Linked DNA regions of Mus musculus: region 1 is linked to region 2. A link is a contact called in public HiChIP or PLAC-seq data. All regions are on one chromosome and are shown on one strand. Each heading gives the region's core, a stretch centred on a gene start, on an enhancer-like site or on the middle of the called end of the contact. The rest is flanking DNA. Distances are from core to core; before and after follow the strand shown. Region 1 overlaps Tmprss6 (transmembrane serine protease 6). Region 2 overlaps Myh9 (myosin, heavy polypeptide 9, non-muscle).

Region 1 (5,698 bases), core at 363-2,862, 620 kb after region 2:
CGGAAGCCACACAGCCTAGGAGTGACCAGGGATGGCTTAGACACATAGACTGGTTTCCCAGCCAAAAAAAATGAGAAACAACCTAGGTTCCTATGCACAGCCAGGGTAAGGACCAGGCAGTCAGAAACAATGGGCCCCACCCACACTCCCTCTATCTCCATTTCTCCTTTGGGTGGCTGCTTAGCCCCAGAGACATCTTCTAGAAAGGAGTTTGTTTCTGTCACTCTCCTGCTCAAAAACCTGCAGTGGCGCCCCATTGACTGTGGGATAAAATTCCATCCAGATTCTTGCCCCAGTCACCCATAGGCTCTGAGAATCTGGCTAGTCAAGGGCCTCCTCTGAGGAGTCTCACTCTTCCTCTTTGTTCCACAAGGAAAACAATCATTTCTGCCAGCCTTCCATCTACAAAAAGGTTCCGTGTGTCTGCAGAGGCAGAGGACCTCAGCTGGCCAACTGTCTGTAGACTCACCCCACACAAAACACAGTTGGCCCGCTGAGCAACCTGGCAGGCTCACTCAGCCCGTGGACAGAGATGATTGAGAAACTGCAAAGTGGAGCAAGAATCCTGCCCGCTTCAGTTCAGGGCAGGAGAAGCTCTGGAAACGTAGTTTCCCAAGCCCCTGACCCTCACCTTCACGTTCCTGGCTAGGCTCTGGCATCTGTAATCTACTTGCATGAGTAGCTCTCAAAGTGCAGTCCAGAGACTAAAAGTCGCCTCTGTAGTGACCCTCTAATCCTGTTTGACCCTCCTTCCCTCCTTCTAACAACACAACAGAATTTCCAAGATAGGTGACTGGAACCCTGTAACTGAGGGCAGATGAGTGTGTGAGGGTGCCAGCCCTGCTCTATTAAGCCAGTTATTAAAGAATCTGCAAATAATTTGAAGGGTCGATATTTGTGTTACTAGATGTTGGCGTGCCCCATATTTTCAAGGCAAATTAAGAGGTCCTGAAAAGGAATTGTTTTTCAAGCACCCAGAGTTCCAACAGCCCAGCTGCTCGTCAAAGAAAAGATCGCCACCAGGGGGCGCGCGGGGCAAGCCTGGGTCTTGTCGTCACCCTTTCCCCGCCTCCCGCCCTTTTTCAAGCCAAGGAAATGTGGGTTCCTGGTGGATAAAAAAGATGGATTCCTGGATTGTTATCCTCAGAGGACAGGCCCAGAAAGTGGGCAGGGCATCTGGAAAATGTGATTTAAAAAAAAAAGAAGAAGTTATTTACTTTAAAGAATGCATTTTAAAGAAATCGCAGTACTTTCCCTTTATGCATGGGAGGCATTCCTAGACTCCCGTGGACACCAGAAATCCCACGCAGTGGCGAACACTACCTGTGCTATGCTCTGCCTGTACACATCTCTCTTTGTAAATCGGGCTCTAAAGAGAGCGGTAGCTAATGAAACAGATTCACTTCTGGAATTTTCCACTTAAGTATTTTCCGATCACAGATTACCGTGAGAAACTGAGAGGGAACTGATGAAATATACATTTCTGAACTAATCAGATTTAACTCCTGACACAGGCACTTAACCCGCAAGAGCAAGGGTTAGTCTGACAAGGAAAGTTAAAAGCCCGGAGACGGGAGGGAGAGCCAGAGCCTAGCCGCCCTTGACAAATGAGATCACCACTAGGGGGAGCCCTGGAGCAAGCCAGTCCCTTTCAAGCTAAGAGGAACCCGATTGTTCCTTGAGGACGTTGTTATAAATATATAAATTTGTGTTATGGTTATGATAATCTTATACCTATCATGCATTGCTATCCCAGGGAAGGGTCCCAAGAAGCAGGCAGGGAAGCTGGGAGCATCCCAGAACAAATGTAAGATTCAGGCATTCGGAGCCCTGTTCCCAGGTGCGGCCCTCTGAGTTTCTGGCCCCTCTGGTCCTCCCGTCCACCTAGCCCTCTCACCTCAGCAGCTAAGTGCTGGAGTCAGAAGGAACCGGGGCACCATATGGATTGCCTTGCTACCCCACCCCACCCCACCCTGTGAGTTTAGCAGGGGGATCTTTCTCCTAGGCCTGTCAATCCGGCATATCAGCATCTTCCCACAGAGGAGCTGGAGAGATGCTGGGTGGATAGGCAGAAGCATGGATAAGAGAAAGGAGTGGGAGGGGTCAGGCCTCACTGTGAACATGGCTCTTTCTATGGACAAGCTGAAGGACAGAGGGCAGAAAGACAGCACTGAGGGAGGGACAGTGGCCTGCTCTGTGGTGGACAGGACATTTTGCAGAGCCGGGCTCCATATAACTTTGCCACCAGACGAGTTAGTTCTGTGACCTCGGCAAACTTCAGGCCTCCGTAAGTGTGGTGGCCGAACTATAGTCAGGAGAAAGCCATCCCCTGACCCCACCTCCTTGCAGATATTTCAGAGAACCTGGAAGAATGGTTTGGGGGACCTGATACAGAGTGGCTGCAAGTGGCACTAGTCACAGGGCCTTGGGGAAGCAGAAAGACCACTTAGAGTCAGGCTTACAGGGGCCTCTGGAGCCTGTCGTTCTGCCTTATCTCATGGCTGGAAGTTAGCAGAAAGGGTCAGGCAGGTCACAGGAGAGTGACATCACATGAGAGGAAATGAGGGCAGGTTCCTGGAAGGGGGGAAGCCAGTGCTGCGGTATCGCCCAGTGAGGAGGTTCTGTGAAACCCAGCATCCAGCAGCTAGATCTTACAAGGACAAGACCCGCGTCCCCACCCCCACCACCTGCAGGCCACTGAAGGGCAAGCGGACCCTGTGGGGACAGCAGAACAACAGAACAGCAGGATGGCAGGCAGAACCAGGAGAAAACAAAATGGACAGACAAGATAGGGACCAAGGGTGCCCAGCTAGTAGAAGAGTCCCTTGTCTCTAGACTGGCACTGGGGACAGGGGTTCAGCCATCTTTTCCCTGTACTCCTCAATTGCTGGACCAAAGGACCTGGTCTCCCTCTCCCTTCCTCCATCTCTCAGGCCCCTGCTACCCACACAGCAGATTTTCCAGGACACATTCTTCAGAGAATTTCCCAGCAATGACGTTATCTTTATCAGCCCACAATAACCAGAGACCAGGCCCCAGGCCTCTGTTGTATATTTCCCATCATGCCTTGCCCTCCCCAGGGCATTCACTGTATGGAGCAAGGAGTTAACTCTCCACTGGGGACCCTGTATCCCAGGGGAAGGGCTGAGATGAGGTGCAACTTTCCCAGCTGCTTTCAGAGGAACTGGTGAGAGCCACAGAGATGCCCTGATCTCCCATCGGCTGGGAATGGCTCTACTGAGAGATGAGAGCCTTCCTGAGGAGACACCATACAATTAAGTGTACAACTGAGTGCTCTTTTCCTCTCTCTCTCTCTCTCTCTCTCTCTCTCTCTCTCACACACACACACACACACACACACACACACACACACACACACACACACACACACACACACGGCTGGGCAATCATGCCCTGGGGGCCGGCCAGCTGCCTGAGCTCAGTGATGACGTCACAAGCCACAGGGACTTTTAGCAAATGACTCAGCCTCTGGGCCTCAGGCTTCCCACAAGCTGTGAGGCTCGTTCAACTGTGAGTCCCTGGAATTCATACTTGAAACCAAAATTCACACTTGGATTCTCCAATGTCTTAGGCTAGTGGCGTTTGGAGGAAGGGCATTCAGGGAAGTGATTGGGTCAGGAAGGGGCTGTACCTGGTGAATGCATTCATCTAGCAGATAAAGGAAGCACTGGTGGGTGGCCTCAAGCCCCCACCCCTACCCTGCACCATCAGGCAAGCCCCTTCGGCCCTGCCTCATCTCCTGACACCCTCTGTCCCACTATGACTCAGCAGAAAGCCAGAGTCTTATGCTGCTTTCTTAGACTTCCAGCCTTCGCCACCAGGAGCTGCACAAACCTCTATTCTTTATAAACTTCCCTGCCTTGGCAATTTTGTTACAGCCGCAGAAAGCAGGTTAAGGACAGGATCTGAGTCCGCCTCCCTTGCTCGACTGTGGGGAGCACATAATCGCTTTCCACACCTGTGTGGCACCGAGTAAGAGCCATTTAGCGATTGTGGTTGGTACCGTCTCCACCCACCATCTTATTTAGTCTCCAGTGGAAGGCGTCTCGTTCCAGGCCCTTTGCTTTGTTTGTTTCTGTGTAATAGAACACACTCTTGTTTGGGACAGCAGGTCTGTGGAGGGGAAGCAATGACTTCTGGGAGTCAGTCCCCTCCTTCCACCATGTTGGTTCCAGGGACTGAACTCAGGTCCTCAAACTTGCCGGCAAGCCTCTTAACCCACTCAGCCATCTTGCATGTCCATGGCTTCCTTCCTTTCTTTCTTTCTTTCTTTCTTTCTTTCTTTCTTTCTTTCTTTCTTTCTTTCTTTCTTTCTTTCTTTCTTTCTTATTGGGGGCTACCAGGTGGAGCCCAGAAATCATGCTATGTTAGGTGAGCACTTCGTCCTCAGAGTCCATCCCAGTCTCAGCACACTCAGATAAGTTCCAGAGGCTGGGAGAGGTAAGTCTTGCCCAAGAAGGAACCAGGGGAGCCAGGCTTTGAGCCCCAGTCTAACTGCCTGTGACTGACAACCACTGGGAGGAGCCTTACTGTGACCCATCTGAGTTACCCCGGTGAAGCTAGTGTTTCTGTTGTGCAGAAACTGAGCTCTGGGGCCCCACAACACTTGGCACAGGATCAACCTAGACTAATGGGCCTTAGGCACAGGCTGCAAGAGAGTGCTAGGCCCAAGGCTATTCCCTCTCCCTCTGGCCTCTCAGAGATAGTGACAACACTCAGGGAGGGGTCATGGCTGAAAACACAGCACCTTCATTCAGAAAACTCCAGTCATGGGCTCTGGTGCCGAAACCAGAAGCCAGTAAGCAGCTCCCGGAGTGGGCTGGTGGCTGAGGGAGCCACATGAAGAAGGGCACACAAGACAGCGCCCTTCCCCATGCAGACCTTCTGACCCCTAGGCATATCAGGCTTATGTCACACAGTAGCCTGTTGCTACGACAGCACGGACTCACATCACATCTCGGACAGTTTACCTCCTTTTTGTCACTGTCCCCAACATATTGGAAAAATCCAGCTTTGTCACTCCTTGCCACCCTCTATCTAGAATAAGATCAACTAATGGGCAAATGGGGCTTAGCGGTATCCTCAGTTGCTGGCCCAAGAGGACTGTCCATCTTCATCCTTCTGGCTAGCCCCCAACACACACACACACACACACACACGTCACTTCACAGCTCCCTCTGCCCCCTGCAAGCTCCCAAGAGGACGTTCTTAGCTAGACACCTCCTTGCCAGGAGGCCAAGCGAACAGGCAGGACACTGCAGGGAACACAAATACACAGGGTAACCCTGAGAGCTACTGTCCCCATGGAAGTCAACGGCAGCAAAGACAATGGCGTCCTCGGACTGTAGGGGAGTGGAAGAAAGGCCATGTGCTCTCAAGTGCCCTGTGCCCTGTCCCCATCGTTGGTAGAGCCATGTGGTTACAGAAGTCAAGGCAGCTCCACCATTTACCCTGACTGGGACGGACAGGATGGTGAAATGCGTGCTGGAGCCTGCTGGGTATCTGGGGAAAGGCTGGTCAGGACAGGAGGGACAGTCAGGACAGGATGGATAGTCAGGAGAGACTTTGCTGTCTTCAGCCTCCGCTCACCACCCTCTGCTACCCCCCAGGCCCAGCATGGGTAGGAGCATGAGGTCCGAGTGATGGGGAGGGGAAGGCTACCTCCTGTTCTGGATCA
Region 2 (5,630 bases), core at 628-3,127:
TAGTCAAGAGCACCTCCTGCTCATGCAGAGGCTCCAGATTCAGTTTCTAGCACCCACACGGTGACACGTAACCTTCCATAATTCCACACCCAGGAATCCACAGCTCTCTTCTGGGCTCTGCAGGCAATACATATAAACTAATCTCTTTTTTAAAGGGCCACAGAGGGCCTGTCTTAACTAGAAACATTGTAATCCCCCGGCTGCTGCTGGACTCCCCCCAGTTCCTCTTTTTCAGTACCAACCTGACCCATGTGTGAAGAGAAGGCTAGACTGAGCCTCAGATTGTGTTGCTTTGGGTAGCCTGGCGGTAATGGGGGTCTAAGATCCATGACAAACTTCAAACCCAAGAAGTCTGGGGCTGATGGAAATACAACCTGCCTGGTGGAGAGAGACCCAGGAAGGTATGCAAAGCCTGCAATGCCTGAGCCCCATCAGCATTTCTGGGGCCACCCAGCCCACTTCATTCCCCAGCGAGGCAGGTGGCAACATGCTTCTGGCTCCTTCCCAAGCAACAAGTTACCTCTCCTGCTCTCTAAGAAGACCAAACATTTCAGAAAACCTTGAGCTGGATGGAGTAGGAACTGAGGGGAGGGGCCAGAGAGAGCAAAGCACAAGGCTGCCCTCTCTGATGAAGGTAGAGACCCACCATCCCGGTACCCAGGTACCTTGCAAAGACTTCCCCCACTACAGATAAAGATCCAAAGCTGCAACAAGGATTCTGAAACTTCCTTTTTTTTTTTTTACAACAAAGCCAAACTGTTGCAACTTATTGCTACAATTCTTACAACATCTCAGCAAGGCCTCAACTGAGACCTGGGCCCCTGGCAAGGTGTCTAGATGTTTCCAGACCTCCCCACCCTCATTAGGAGGAACCCTATCCCCTCTTCCTTCCTCCCCCTTTCTCCCTACCCTCGGGAGTCTCCTTCCTGCTCAGTAGCATCCTCAACAGAGACAACCCTGTGAACAAAGCCCCTTAGAGACTTTTGGTCTTTCACCTCTTCCAGATGGGTTTCCTGACCCAGGCCTTTGGTATACACAGGAGATAGGAGACAGGTAGAATTGGGAGGGAGCAGGTGGAAGGCCTTCCTACACAGAGCCTGGAAAGATCTCGCAGCTCTTGGCTCCAGTTCCTGAGCTTCCTGACAGCTTGTGAATGACAAAGTGGTTTTACCAGCTTTCAATGAACCGGGCTGGGCACCCAGGAGTCCCATCTCTACAAACCCCCATGTCTCAAGCCACAACACCAACACCAGAAGGCAGTGAACATGTTCCTAGGACTAGACCTGCGCCCAGGGAGCAGCCCAGTGATCTCAGACCCTGCATCTTGATGTACAACCATCTCTGTACAAGACCTACAATAGATGCTTAGATACTCACTGAGTGATTACATTTTTAGAGACAATAAAGCTCACGGTATTTTCTGACAATGTAAATAATAGTTCCTCCCCTCAGTGGACCATAACATGGTCATTAAATACCCAGTATGAAGAATGTTGCAACACAGGAAACTTCAGATTGCAGCACTGCTTGAGAACTCAAGTGTACACAGTACCATTGTGCCTGGGATCTGGTGAAGTGCATGCCGGTGTGTGCATGCGTATGCGTGTTCATGTACACACATGAATGGGTACTTATATGTGCAGGAAACCCAAAAACTTCAATGGTGTGGTGCTTCTTGCCAGCTTATGTTTGTGCTGCAAACAGGCTCCTAGTTTCTCTTCCGAACTTTAATAGGACACTGTTTTCAGTAGCAATGGTGTTTCACAATTCTCCGTGAAATGTCTCACCTCAAGTCCTTCGCCTGGGAATAACATGATGTCTGACCTCCCAACCAGAGGACACCGGCAGCTTGCCCAGCACCCAGTCAGAAGTTAACGACCTGGGAGTGGAACAGAGCACTCTACTTACCAGAAAAGGGTTCAAGGAGAGCAGGTCTCCACAGGCTACCTTAGGCTCTGAAAAGGCTAGGGCCTACAAGAGAGGAAACCTTTCACCAGTCAGTGTGAGTCACAGAACCTTCCACAATCTGAATCACTCCTCAACAAAGCGAAAATGCCTGAGCAAGGTCCCAACCCTGCTCCCTGGGCACGTCGTGCCCTGTGTGGATTCTGCAGTCAGCTCAAGTGCCACTTCCTCTAGGCTGCTTTCTCAGACCCCCCCTAAGGCCTGCTCTCCTGTATGAGCTAAAGAGTATCAGCCCCGGGCTGGTGAGATGGCTCAGTGGGAAAGAGCACCCGACTGCTCTTCCGAAGGTCCGGAGTTCAAATCCCAGCAACCACATGGTGGCTCACAACCATCTGAAACAAGATCAAGATCTGACTCCTTCTTCTGGAGTGTCTGAAGACAGCTACAGTGTACTTACATATAATAAATAAAAAAATCTTTTAAAAAAAAAAAAAAAAAAGAGTATCAGCCCCTACAAACAGAAACCACACTTCCTGAAGCTCTCTCCTCTCAGCACCTGGCCCTGGGGTCCATCTTTGTGCCTGGGAAGCCCATGTTATCTGGTGTGGTTACTGAGTAACTAGGGCTGGACAGGAGGGCAGATGGAGACAAAGGAATGAATAGTATATAATACATAGGCAAGAGCTCACCTGTTAAGAAAGCAGGGACCACTGGGTCCCACAGCTGCAAAGTCATCCTGGGCTTGAATTCATGCTGGCAGTCATGGTCCTCTCACCTGCCCCACCCCACCTCCAACTCCACACTCATGAGAAAAGTAGCTATAATAAACACCATGGGCACAGGAGGCCTCAGTGAGTGGCCAGGAACGATGGGGATGATAGTCTTTAGTGAGCTCACAGCTCAAGAAGGAGAAAGCTAAGGAGACCAGTCCACCCTCTTTGCAAACGAGGCTATGTGTACCTACAATGAAGGCTGTCTGAAAGGACACAGGAGCAGAAGCAGACCCACCCTTCCACACACACACACACACACCCCACACCCCAGTCTGAATCTCTGTAAGGCGACCTCATCAGCAAAATGAATGAGTTTCTACTTCCTGGGGGCAAGAAAAGAACTCAACAAACAGCACATGGCCTGCTGCACATAGGTGCTCAATAAAATCTAACCGTTCTCTCTAGCCAAGCTAGGACTCAACTCAGACACCCAAAGACTTAGGCTGCTACTCTGTTCTAGTCACATCCTCCTGTGCTGGCTGCTTTTATGTCAGCCTGAGAAAATCGCCACCAACCCAGACTGGCCGGTGGGCAAGCCTGTGGGGCATTTTGTTGATTAATGGTAGACATGGGAGGAGCCAGCACACCGGGAGCATTGCCACCTGTGGGCAGGTGGGCCTGGGCTGTATAAGAGAGCAAGCTGAGAGAACCATGAGGAGCAAGGCTGTAATAGGCAGCGTTCCTCCAGGGTCTCTGCTTCAGTTCCTGCCTCCAGGTTCCTGCCTTCCCTTCGTGAAGGACTACAGATATTAGCCTAATCTTAAAAAACAGCTTTCAACCCCAAGTTGCTTTAGGTCATGGTGCTTTACATGGCACAGCAACAGAACCCCTCAGTCAGGCGTGATGGAGACCTCAGTTCTGTTCAAGCAACTGACGCTGTGGTGCTGACACTGTGTCCAGCCCTAAGCGAAGGCAGGGACCACAAAGGACAGGGACCACCAGCCTTTAACTCTCCAGGCCTCACAGCCCAGTGAGCGCTAAGATGCCCAGCCCTCGCCCCCTTTCTGCCCTAATTAGGTTAAGTCATCCAAAGTGTTCCACTGTCTCCGTCTTCGTGTTTATCACACAGGAAGCTGCCTTCTCCAGCCCAGTGACTTCACATAAAACACAGGAAACACACTCTACATAAAGGTGCCGCTGCTGCCTTGTAAACCCTTTTTTCTTAATGCTTAACCAGTTCAAACCAGAGTAACAAGCTGAGCTGTGTCGTCCAAGGGGAAGGATACACAAGGGGCTGGCCTCAGAAGTCTCAACATGAAGCCTAGAGTCCCGCTCCACTGTCACTTAGCTACCACACCTTGGCACCGAGGAACAGCTTTGTGGAATACATTAAAACCTTTAAAACCTGAACATGCATTTCCTACCATGTGAGGAGAAATGATGCTGACAACAATGTATGGGGGAAGGCAGTGGGGCAAAGATGAAGAGTGCACCACTTCAAAGCTGGCATCTCCATGCCACACGCGGGGAACTGAGGCAGGCAGCGAGCAGTAAGCGGTTCGGCCTGCCTGAGGCCAGAAAGCCTTGATGTGTCCCTTCTACCATGTTTGTATTGAAAATACAAAAAAGTTACTAGAAATTCAGACTGGCTGGAAGACCTGTGCCAGAGTGGCCTTCTAGATGGCCCGCCCTTGTACTTGGCACTGCCCCAGAAGAGATACTAATTTCTTTCTTTTTCTTTTTTATTTTTTTAGCTTTGGGAAACTGTTTTGCCCAAGGGCCCCACCCAACTGGAAGAAGTTCAGACAAACCCCACTCCTCCTCCATTCTTTAACTTACTGCCTCAGAAGAGATGTTTTAGGGGAAGGAAGGAGGTTTTTGAGGGCAAGCTAAGGGATACCCACGAAAGCCAGGAAAGATGGTGTCAGTCACAAGCACTTTCTCCGGACTGAGTGAAGCCAAGAGCAACTCTCAGCATGCATCCTGGGCAAGTACTCATCAACATGGGAAGAAAACAATATTCCTTTAAACGCTACACCCAAGACCCCTTCGGCTCTGACACACTACAACTGTAAACAAACTCAACAGAGGGGGCTTTTTGATTTGGTCTGGCTTCTTTTTTCAAAGACAGAGTCTATGTGGACCAGGCTGGCCTTGAACTCACAGAGATTTGCCAGCCTCTGCTTTCTGAGTGCTGGGATTAAAGATATATGTGCCACCATACCCAGCATTGATGCTAATGTTTTCTCTTTTAATCAGGACACCATTTACAATTACAGTCAATATTCAGAGGCAAAGAAGTTGCCTAGCATCTAGGCCTTGGGATTGCTTGATTCCCAGCACTGCTGGGGGAAGAAAACTTTAGAAAAATCTATGGGTCAAGTTCCCAAAAAACAAATGTCCTCTTGATCCATGACAACCTTATACAAGAAAGGAAGTCGCCTATGGCTATCTCAACACATAAACATTTTGGAGACAAGCGTCTGGCCCATGGGGACCATAGATGCTTCCCTAGGAGGCCCTCCTTTTTCCTCTACAAAGCACCACATAAGGACCACAGGATCAGCGAGGCTGCAAGGAAGTAACTTGGGGGATGGAAAAGACCAGCCACTGTCCCTCCAGGCAGCAGATGGGCTGCAGCCCAACCTGTCCTGCAGGAAGCCTCACCACTCACCAGCAACTTCCTTCCAGAGACGCTCCTTAGCTTTGCAACCAGATTGAAGACAGCTAGAGAGCCGAGACAGCTAGTCAGCCGAGGTCAGCCAGAAGCCTCCTTCTCCAGCCACCTGGCCAGTGCTGAATCACCTCAGGCTTAGGGAACTGGTCAGAGAGGGACCCTGACTAATTCTGGTCCCTTTTAAAGAGACTCACATCAGATCCCCTGTGCCCCTAGGGGCATCAGCCTTCAAGAGCCTGCCCAAGTGGTGGCAGGCCTACTTTAGAGCCTGGCTCACGGTCCGGGCTCCAGGGTGACTCACACCACTCTTACTTTCCATACTGTCTGGCAGGGGG

What was found. HiChIP or PLAC-seq counts read pairs in DNA pulled down with a chosen protein or histone mark.
Region 1: a FOXA1 HiChIP or PLAC-seq map of pancreatic cancer cells shows a contact between it and region 2. The contact joins two enhancer-like sites. A contact is called at or near these places in 2 of 115 datasets of contacts at active chromatin or transcription factors (microglia and pancreatic cancer cells).

What each region holds. Positions count from the first base shown.
Region 1 is chr15:78,446,794-78,452,491 of GRCm38.p6, forward strand. Tmprss6 (transmembrane serine protease 6) reads right to left here. Exons shown (of 18, transcript NM_027902.2): 10 at 5,683-5,698; 11 at 1-15. Among named protein-coding and RNA genes, the nearest start is that of Tmprss6, 19 kb to the right of the region's middle. Within about 2 kb of position 1,613, at least 228 of the 459 cell types and tissues checked have an H3K27ac peak or open chromatin away from gene starts, as enhancers often do. A contact at or near this core is called in pancreatic cancer cells, where this site is marked.
Region 2 is chr15:77,830,719-77,836,348 of GRCm38.p6, forward strand. All of the region lies in intron 1 of Myh9 (myosin, heavy polypeptide 9, non-muscle), which reads right to left. Among named protein-coding and RNA genes, the nearest start is that of Myh9, 8.6 kb to the right of the region's middle. Within about 2 kb of position 1,878, at least 106 of the 459 cell types and tissues checked have an H3K27ac peak or open chromatin away from gene starts, as enhancers often do. A contact at or near this core is called in pancreatic cancer cells, where this site is marked.